Linked DNA regions of Gossypium hirsutum: regions 2 and 3 are each linked to region 1. Evidence: chromatin contacts called from public Hi-C data. All regions are on one chromosome and are shown on one strand. The core of a region is the stretch at or near the end of the contact, and the rest is flanking DNA. Distances in the headings are between cores, read along the strand shown.

What was found. A called contact is a pair of places that touch in the nucleus more often than the background predicts.
Region 2: a contact with region 1 is called in a Hi-C map of leaf, with 1.8 times the contacts expected there. The contact joins the promoter of LOC107954656 here to the enhancer-like site in region 1. A contact is called at or near these places in 14 of 34 Hi-C or Micro-C datasets (callus, fibers, hypocotyl and 3 more).
Region 3: a Hi-C map of leaf shows a contact between it and region 1, with 2.4 times the contacts expected there. The contact joins the promoter of LOC107954657 here to the enhancer-like site in region 1.

Annotation. Positions count from the first base shown.
Region 1 is chrD07:32,930,373-32,933,880 of Gossypium_hirsutum_v2.1, forward strand. No RefSeq gene overlaps it. Among protein-coding and RNA genes, the nearest start is that of LOC107954655, 4.8 kb to the right of the region's middle. Within about 2 kb of position 1,294, at least 1 of the 9 cell types and tissues checked has an H3K27ac peak or open chromatin away from gene starts, as enhancers often do. A contact at or near this core is called in leaf, where this site is marked.
Region 2 is chrD07:33,015,441-33,018,620 of Gossypium_hirsutum_v2.1, forward strand. LOC107954656 (protein PEP-RELATED DEVELOPMENT ARRESTED 1, chloroplastic) reads left to right here and starts at 1,791. Exons shown (of 8, transcript XM_016890280.2): 1 at 1,791-2,253; 2 at 2,694-2,849. The coding sequence starts at 1,921. TRNAK-UUU (transfer RNA lysine (anticodon UUU)) reads left to right here and starts at 1,728; the gene lies at 1,728-1,800.
Region 3 is chrD07:33,038,051-33,041,316 of Gossypium_hirsutum_v2.1, forward strand. It overlaps LOC107954657 (fimbrin-2), which reads left to right and starts at 1,931. Exons shown (of 14, transcript XM_016890281.2): 1 at 1,931-2,154; 2 at 2,226-2,396; 3 at 2,587-2,828; 4 at 2,928-3,099. The coding sequence starts at 2,068.

The sequences.
Region 1 (3,508 bases), core at 44-2,543:
TATTTCTTTATTCCCCATAATTTGTCTTGTATTGTTTCGAGATACGATGCCCTGTTTTGTTTTGCAGAAGGGAAGATTTCAAACAACATTCCTATTCATCTTTTCAGGGCTGGTATATACTGTTAAATCTGCCATCACCTTTTTTGCTTGTCCCATTCCCCAGATTTTCGCACATATAATGGAATCAAGGCCTAGATTATTTACATGTGAATGAATAGGGAAAGAAAGACATTAGGCTGTTTAACATTCATTTCAGCTTGCTAATCATGAATGCTTGGATCCCAAGAAAGGCACTTCATCTTTAATTATTTAGTCAACCACTTTCATCTCCTGTGTTGCCAAAACTTGAATTGGCGAATGCTTAAATATCATTCCGATGGCTTTACAAAAAATGATATAGAAAATTAAATCTAATTATTGAAGAAAGTTTTTTTTTCGTTACCACAAATGTATAATTGAATACTATTTAAAATCAAATATCCATCCCTTCTAAATTAAAATTTTATTGTATTTTAACTTTTTTTAATTCCGAAATAAAAATACTTTTTGGTTGGATTTGAATAATTGTTTAACTTATAAACTAGAAGGTTAATGTAAAAGAGTTTTGATATTTATGTTTTTTTTTTCATTTTGGTATTTTAATTTAGTAATTAGGTCTATTTTAGTCATTCAATTTAGAAAATAAAAAAATGATGATATTATCTGATTTTTAAAAAAAAAAAATTCAAGTGATAGTGTGGCACAATGTAAAAAAAGAATTATGCCATCAAATATTGATTAAATCTAAATTCAGAGATCTCAATTACTGGAGGCGAACATGTCCCTCCTTCCAAAAAATGAAAGGATTATAATATAGTTCCCTCTTAAGTGATTAAATTAAAACTTGATATATATATTGTACAATTATAGTTTGCCCCCAAAAATTAAAAAAAAATGTTTAGCCCCTCAAAAATGATAAAATTAATACATGATTAAATTATATTTTGGTTTCTCAAAAATTTAAAATATAATTTTGGTCTCCAATCAAAAATATTTCTCAAATTGAGAAAAAAAATGGCCTAAATTTCCTGCTTTTAGTTGCCAAATTCAGGCATTAAAATGGAAAAAAGAAAGTATAGGTATTAAATTGAACTTTAAGAAAAAAACTTAAGCCATGGAAAGTCTAACCGAACCAAACATATTACTATCCGAATTAACACGTAAATCAAATTGAATAAAAGATGAAACACGGTTCCAATTGATCTTCTTACGATTCTCAGTTCCACTTTTAGGACGGCTCAAAACTCCATCGTTTTGCTAGTGGCCATGAAAAGAAATAGTGGGCAAATCTGCCTTTAGGCCCAAACAGGATCTATCTCAGTCCACTTATTTGGGTCAAACTCTAGATCTTTTACCTGTTTTAAAATCTAACAATAAGAATTTTATTCTAAAGCTTAAATTATGCTATTAGTCCTTGTATTTTGTAAAAGTTGTTGATTTAATTTCTATATTTTTAGTTGGTCTTTTTAGTCCCTATACTTTTCAAATTTTAAAATTTCAGTCCCCAGCAAATAATAACTTTAAATTTATTAAGTAAAGTTATGTTTATTTTCAAATCTGATGTGACGAATATATTATCATATGTGTAATGTCATGTTAGCATATTATTTCTACATATTACTCACTAAAAGTCCAGTTAATGGATTAATGATTGTCATTTGTGTCAAGGCTCAAATTTCAAAATTCGAAAAGTATAGGAACTTAGAATGATCTAATTGAAGAAAATGAACTAAATCTACAACTGTACATGCAGTACAAGACTAGTAATTGAATTTAACGAAACGAATTTAATTTTTACTCTTTGGGTCAGGACTAAAAGTGACCAATTCGAAAAGTAAATGGACTAAAATTGATCAAATAAAAGTATAAGGACTAAATCCACAACTTTTGCAAAGTATAGTAACTGATATCAAAATTTAACCTATTCTAAAATAATCTAATAAAAGTGAAAAATAAAGAGAAAATATCAAGAGAGATAAAATATCTAATCAAATAGAAAAGCAAAATAGAGAACTTATAACACTCCATACCCAACTCGATCGCCGAATTCGAACTACGGGATGCCACATTGGTTGTTGGAGCAACTACGATTCAATTTGCCCTTTTATATATGCTATTAACAATTTTAATTAATCTCAATATGATTTTCTATCATTTTCAAGTCTTACACAAGCTTACAAAAGCTCTTTTGCTAACCCGATGTCGAATTAAGACCAAATTGTAAAGTTTGTAAAATATCAGGTTGACGTTGTGGCTTCGACAGTTCCTCGTCGCAACGTAACTCACTGGTGATTTCTTGTCATGATGAAAAGAGCTCAACGTCACGACATGACCGCTTGTTTCAAAATGGTTCAAATGGTACCAAATTGCATCACCTATATAAACAAACCAATACCACAATTGTACCATTTCAGTAAAGAATACCATTCCCAAATACTTAATTCTAGCCTTTAGTATCATCTATACATATACATTACACAAATTCATTATCCCAACTTTAATACATATGACAATTTCCACATGTCAAATCATTTAAACCATTTCCATCCACGTATATCAATTTCATATAAGTATAAACTACATTGCACTAAAATTAAACTACATTGCCAATCATGAATTCAATTTGACCATATCAATATAAAACTGACTCTGAAACCTAGGTACATGCCATATATCAAAATTAAAAAGGGGCTGTACAAATATTACTGAGTCTGAGGTTACAAATTGGATGCTGAGTTACTTATCGAGACCTCACAATCCACCTTTACATGTGCACGGAATAAAAAAACCGTACATTGAGCGATAAAACTCAGTGGTACTTTCATGATTCAAGTCAAAGTTATAATAGCAAAAGCACACAATAAAATTCAAATCTAATGTCTAACTCATTCACATATACCAATTATGCCAATAGTTTGCATTCATATATGACATGAATATATATAGCAATTTGCATACTAATTCACAAAAATTTTTGCACATAACTTACCATGTCTTAACATTCAACATTAGGATACCAATTCTTTCATTTGTAGCATACCCAATTGAAACATATTCTCATTGACAAATTCATATGATTGTGTCATACCATACTTTTTAGTACTTACCATACCATTTTCCATTCATTTCATATCATACTTATTCAATTCATATTTCATCTATAAGCATATACCTATACATAGTTATTCATTCAATTGAATACTTAATCTCATTATACCAATTTAATCACTTTCAAGCTTAATAGCTCTATCACTTTCAAGCTTGATTCTAACCAGTTTGTATAATCTTTTATATACTTTCTTTATCATGAATTATATACACACATATAGTTCAATATCATCAAATCATATCATATAACAATATTCATTCACAAGATCATACCATTTCAATTCATACATTTTAATAGCTTGCCAAAAAATCACTTTATTTCATTTTCTGATTTCAAGATTTGAGTTCGACGTTTCGCCCA
Region 2 (3,180 bases), core at 541-3,040, 86 kb after region 1:
GAATTGTAAAATTCAACTCGATTTGAACTCAAAACTCGAATTACTTATTCGAGTTGACTCGAATAATTTGAATAACTCAAAATTTAATTTAATTTTTTAAATTTTTTTCAAATTGAATCGAGTTTTACTCCCCGCTAATTCTAACATCTCATATTTATTAGATTATTCCCTAACATCACCCATAGTAAACCAAGATATTGAAGCATCCTTTTTTTTCTTCCCTCACATACTAGAATATCAGTAGCTCTTAAAATCCATTTATCACCCAATTCTAATTGCATTATAAAGGCATTAACTTTTCTGCAGAAGTGTTTTTAGGTTCTTGTAGTCTCTTTGTTCCTCAAACAATTGTTGTCTATCTATCAACGAATTTAGCCAGGTTGCTTCCAATAGAAATCCTATTTCTTTTCAAATAAGATTTCAAAATCGGATATTCCATTAAACATTCTTTTCCCTTTCTATTGATTACCTTAATTCACTTTTTTGTAGCTTATATTATGATCGAAAACTCCGTCATATCATATAAAATTGTGTCTTCTAATTTATGAACACTATTCAATATATCATCTATCATATCATTTTGAGAAAATTTACTCCAAAAACTTGCACCATCATCACTTTTAAATCCATGAACAATGTGTCCTCTAAGAGTATATAGCCTTTATAAGAAGGATTTTATGAAGTGTATAAAGATTTTATAACTTTTATTGTAGAATTTTCATATACGTCTTCATACAAAAATAATATAGATGTTATAATATAGTCTTCATAAACTTAATTTGCTATTAGATCAAAATTTGATTGAAATATTTGGCTTGACGTGTTTCATGGAAAAACTTTTTTTATCCAATAATAGATATATAATTATATTTTAATATAAAATATATGTTCTAAAATTAAAATATATTATTATAGTATAAAATGTTTTTTTTACAAAAATTTAAATAAAAATAATTTCTTAAATTTAAATTATGCATGTGTATTTGAAAAATTATAAAGTAATGATATTTGCTTATAATTTACCTACCTAATTACCCCAATTCTCAACAATTCTCTAAGAATTGAAGAGTGTAATTAAAGTGTTCCAATTACAACCAATTCAATAAAACCTACTAATTATAATATAATTATAAGTAATTACTACCAAATCTAATTATTAGGTGACTTTCTAAAGACTATCTAATCATTGAGGATGAACCTTCATTGAATAGAAATAGATGCTACGATGGCATATGTTTTCTAGTCAATCAAACTATGAGCTTTCTTGGAAGGGTCAGAAATTTCAACCTCATCCATCATGAGTACGTGCCTACGTAGGGACTCCAAATTTCACGACAAATTTATCCTCTTACAACACCTCCTGATGAAATTGGAATCTCTCCAAATTACCCACAAAATGTCAATTATCGCTAGGCAGCCTACGATGCATAGGAAGATAAAGTACTTATGGGAAACATTTGCACCCTTTAAACGCATATCCGATTACATATATAGACAAGTTACCACTCAATGGACTTTCTTATACAGAGAACGATACTTAGTTGTTCTAATATCCCATGGCACTAATTGTACTGCTTTTGTGCTTTACTTTTTGCCCTTGTACACAAAAAAGAAAAAAGTGAGAGTTCTTATAAAACAATGGACCCTTTTTGTTTCTTCGCTTTCCAAACGACTTTACATTCATATTTATCTTTCTGTTACTTGTGTAAATGCGTTCAGAACCCAACGCCGTCTTAGCTCAGCCGGTAGAGCGCATGGCTTTTAACCATGTGGTCGTGGGTTCGATTCCCACAGACGGCGTTTTGTTTTCATAATTTTATTTGACCTTTTTATAAGAACCTGAATTAGGATATGTATTATTTTATTTTTTGTCCTCTGGTATTTCTCCAAAACCCAAACCCCTTCCCCCCACGATAGAAAATGTTGAAGAGCAGTGTCTTCTTCTCCTTCCCTAGTTGTTCCGCTCCAAATCTTCCTTCGCTCTTCTTCCCCACCTCAGTCCCCTTTAGCTTCTCTACCCCCCACTTCCATTGCCAAATAAAACAACTCAAGGTAACGAAGCAGCAATTCTTCTGCCGCGTGTCCTCCAGCTATGAAGTTGGTGGAGGCTATCCTGATGAAGAACTTGAACGAACTTATAAAACCCAGACCCAGCAACTTCAAGGCAGTCAGAACTTAGATTCTTCTCAGTATGATGCTTTACTCAAAGGAGGAGACCAAGTCATTTCTGTTCTTGAAGAAATTATTACCCTTGTAAGCTCTCCATTCTTCTTTCCTTACTGCTATCCTTTAAAGAGGTTGTCTTTTGAAGGATGCTTGAATTTATTTGTGGTGGATACTGGTTTTAAGGGCATTAATACCCACAAATTTACACCACTAGTTGGCAGTTTTAATATGCTTATGAAAACTTTCAAGACATGTCTACAGACCCCACAATTAAGCTGCAACAGTAGTTGAATTGTGACTTAGGACTTTAGCTGCCTGTTTTATGTACCAGGCAGTAGCTAGCATCTCTGTGACTTATATTTGTATTGTTTGCATCCTATTATAAACCAATTTTTATTTTCAGATCAGGCTTTTCTGTGAATCATTCTTTAGAAAGTTGAATCCCTCTTCTTCAATCTTCACAAAGACTGTAGTGATTAGCGAATTGCATCTCTGTCTTGACTATCTGATATGCATGGTTGGTTCAGTTGGAAGATATGAACATGGATGAGGCATCTGAGGAGGTAGCAGTTGAGTTAGCTGCACAAGGAGTAATTGGGAAAAGGGTTGACGAAATGGAATCAGGGTTCATGATGGCTCTAGATTACATGATCCAAGTTGCTGAAAAGGACCAAGATGATAAGGTAGAGCAACTTTAATTGTGCATTGGTCACATTTTTTAAGGTTCAAGTGTAGAATACCTCTTTTGCAAAATAGATGTTGTAAGCTTTTAGATGCAGTAGTTCAGGTTTCGAATTTGTTCGCTGTTCACTTGGATGCTGTATAAAAATGAAGCTTTATTTACTTTTGACTTTGTTATAAATTAACCAGGCTCCAAGAGCAAGCTATATCACATGCCAAAATTGGTTTTTTGAACTGTAAATATTTTTTCATGTCTTTTCATTGTGTATTTTAAGATGTAAGATGACTATAATGTTTATTGAAAATAAGAATTTCAGCATGAGTTTGTCAAAC
Region 3 (3,266 bases), core at 681-3,180, 110 kb after region 1:
ACATATAAAAGACATTTAAATTGCTTGAGAATAAGCTCCTCAAGTGTATTGGAGAACCTAATTTGACATATCAAATTACGACAGATCATTACTCAATGGGCAAAGGTAAACACAATTAAAACAAGGATCATCAAGGTAGTTTCTAAAATAAAAATGACAAGTAATATCATATAAGCATATTTTATAACGAGATGGTCAACTTCATCCATCTTATAAACTAGAGTAACAAGCACATTTTAGTTCACTTCATTTCATAAATCTCATAAATTCATTTTTTATCTTCGTACTTACAAATGTGCAATTTTTGTATCTTACTAGACATTCTTGAATTCATTTGTCTTATTAGGCCCTTCGTAACCTTAGTAAAACTGGACTAAAAAACTCGAGAATTTCATCCAACTCCACCAAGTATTTATATAATCATTGCACAAATGTGCATTTCAACCTACACAACCAAGATATAACACTAAGAGTGCTCCAACCCACACAACCAAGGTTCTCAAAGAGAACATTCCTTTAGTCCACATTGAATGTGAAGCCAAGGTAACAATACCAATAGAGGGTTCAACCGAGTCCAAATTAAGGTAGGGATATAACAATAGGAAACTTTTAGAAGCTGTGTAATTATTGGTTAGTTAAACGACACCACGTCAAAGCAAGCAACTATGCTTATTAAAAGTGTAGTTTTGAAAACTTGAAAGTACTGTACAAGTAATCATGGAACCCTAACATTAATATCTCGAACAACAATAGCCTCTGTCTTCACTAAAGAGATGCCACCTTATTCCCCTACTGATAGTCTCATAGAAACTCACTTTATAAATTTCTTTTTAACTAAGGGGACAAATATCATATCCTTATATTAAAATATCTCTTAACACCTTAGGAATGAAGCTCACACCATTACAGATATGGGAGAGGTATAGCCATAATGTCCTCTAGGATAACCATTACATCATGTTCAATCTCATTTAATGATCTCAACTTCTAGGCTTGCCAACCTCAAGAAAGTCACATTCGACTCACACCTTATATGAACCATGAGATTAAACTCTACAAGAAAGTAATCATGAGATAAAGGCCCACTCAAATTGCTCTCCCTCTCCTCCAAGATGAATGGGATAAACAAGAAACTAGATACTAGAACTTTATCCATGTGCCGCCTTAACCTTCTCAAATTACTAATCTTAATGGCTTTCCTCACAGTCCATAGTATGGATGAACCTTAATTTAATATCTCTTTGCACTCCGTACACTATAAACCGCCCTCACGAATTATGTGACCTTAGTAAAAATCACACTCGGCAAGGTTTTAAAATTTAAACTGGCTTAGACATTTTTCTTAAATCCCCTAACAATGGAGACACGAATTACCTGTTATTTAAAATATGAACCAACAGTTAGAGATGGTGGGCGAAATAGACATTCAATTTGAATTCTAAAAACAGAAAAGGGAAGGCGTAATGGACCCAATATCCATCCTTCCAACTCCGAGTGGTTCGAAGGGCAAAGGCCCACAGTTACTATTCATTTGAATAAATAAAAGAACGGTTAAAATATGCATATAGTTTCTGTACTTTTTAAAAATTAGAAATTTAGTCCCAGTTCTTGTATTTTCACGAATTTAATCTCTTTATTTTTTAGATTTTCAAAATTCATCTAACTGTTAATACTGTTAACTCTTTTTTTTTTGGTTAAATTCAGGTTAATTACAACATTTTTTTTACTTACATGGGTAACAAGTGAGTGATTCTTTTTTTATATAAGAAAACAGAGAGTGATAATAGTTGTATATGAATTTTGAAATCTAAATGGTAGAGGAACTAAATTTCTAGAAATACAAGTACAAGGAGTAAATTCCTAATTTTTAAAAAGTACAAGTACTATAGACATACTTTATCCTAAAAGAAAATAAAAAAGGGGACAGAATGGTCATAATATGAATTGTCAGAAGCAGTGTTGCTCTTGCCAATACCAGCTACAACTCCCACTTCTCTTCTCCTTCTTCACAAACTCAGGCCAAACATAAAAATTTGTCATTAGATTCTGATCTAAATAAAAACAAAGATGTCTGGTTACGTAGGCATTTTGGTCTCAGATGCATGCCTGCAAAACCAGTTCACTCAAGTCGAACTTCGTAGCTTAAAATCTCATGTAACTCAACGATTCTTTCATTTTTCTCCTTCTTTTTTGATCGCAGTTACTAACACTTTGTTTTTTGGTAGTTTACTAGTATGCGAAGAGAGAGCGGGAAACTAACGCTGGGAGACTTAGCATCCAGAATGTCCAGATTGAAAGCTGTGGGAGAGAATCTGAGTGACCAAGAAACTACAGATTTTATCGCTGCTTTGTATCCTAACTTCAACGATGAGGTCGATTTCGAGTCCTTTTTGAAGGTTTGTTGTTGTTGTTTTTGGTGTTCCAATCCCTTTTTTTTATCGTTAATATATTTTTTTTTTCTTAAAGTTCAAGTTTATGAAAATTTGAATTTGGATTGTTGTTTCAGAAGTAACTTTTCAGAAAACCTTTTTTTTTTCAAAATTTCCTGGAAAGTGGATTATCAATCACTGTGTTTTGTGTGGATAGGTTCATCTGAAACTTCATGCACATGCAAGCTCTAGAACAGGAAATCCAGCAAAGAACTCATCAGCATTCCTCAAGGCAGCTACAACTACTCTGCTTCACACCATAAGCGAATCCGAAAAGGCATCCTACGTTGCCCATATCAATAATTATCTCGCTCAAGATGGGTTCTTAAACAAATACTTACCCATCGATCCGTCCTCAAATGATCTATTTGAGATTGTTAAAGATGGAGTTCTTCTTTGGTAAATCCTTCTTTCTACCTTTTTAAAACTATTAGATTTGTTGTTTTTATGCCAGCGGGAGAAGATTTTTTTTGAAGCTTTTATACAAAATAAATGCAGCAAACTGATAAATGTAGCAGTTCCGGGTACCATTGATGAAAGGGCTATTAATACTAAGAGACTGCTCAATCCATGGGAAAGAAATGAAAACCATACACTATGTCTCAACTCTGCCAAGGCTATTGGCTGCACTGTAGTCAATATAGGAACACAAGATTTCATTGAAGGAAGGGTATGCGTATACTTATACTGTTGGTCTGTTGCATTGCTGAACTAGTTTATTTGATGGTTGGATTTTCACTTGAGTTTAAGAAAGACATGTTGGATAAAAGCATTATTTTTAAAGCATGCTTCATTGCTTTTGTTGTTTTTGTTATTCCCAGAGCTGTGGCCAATGTG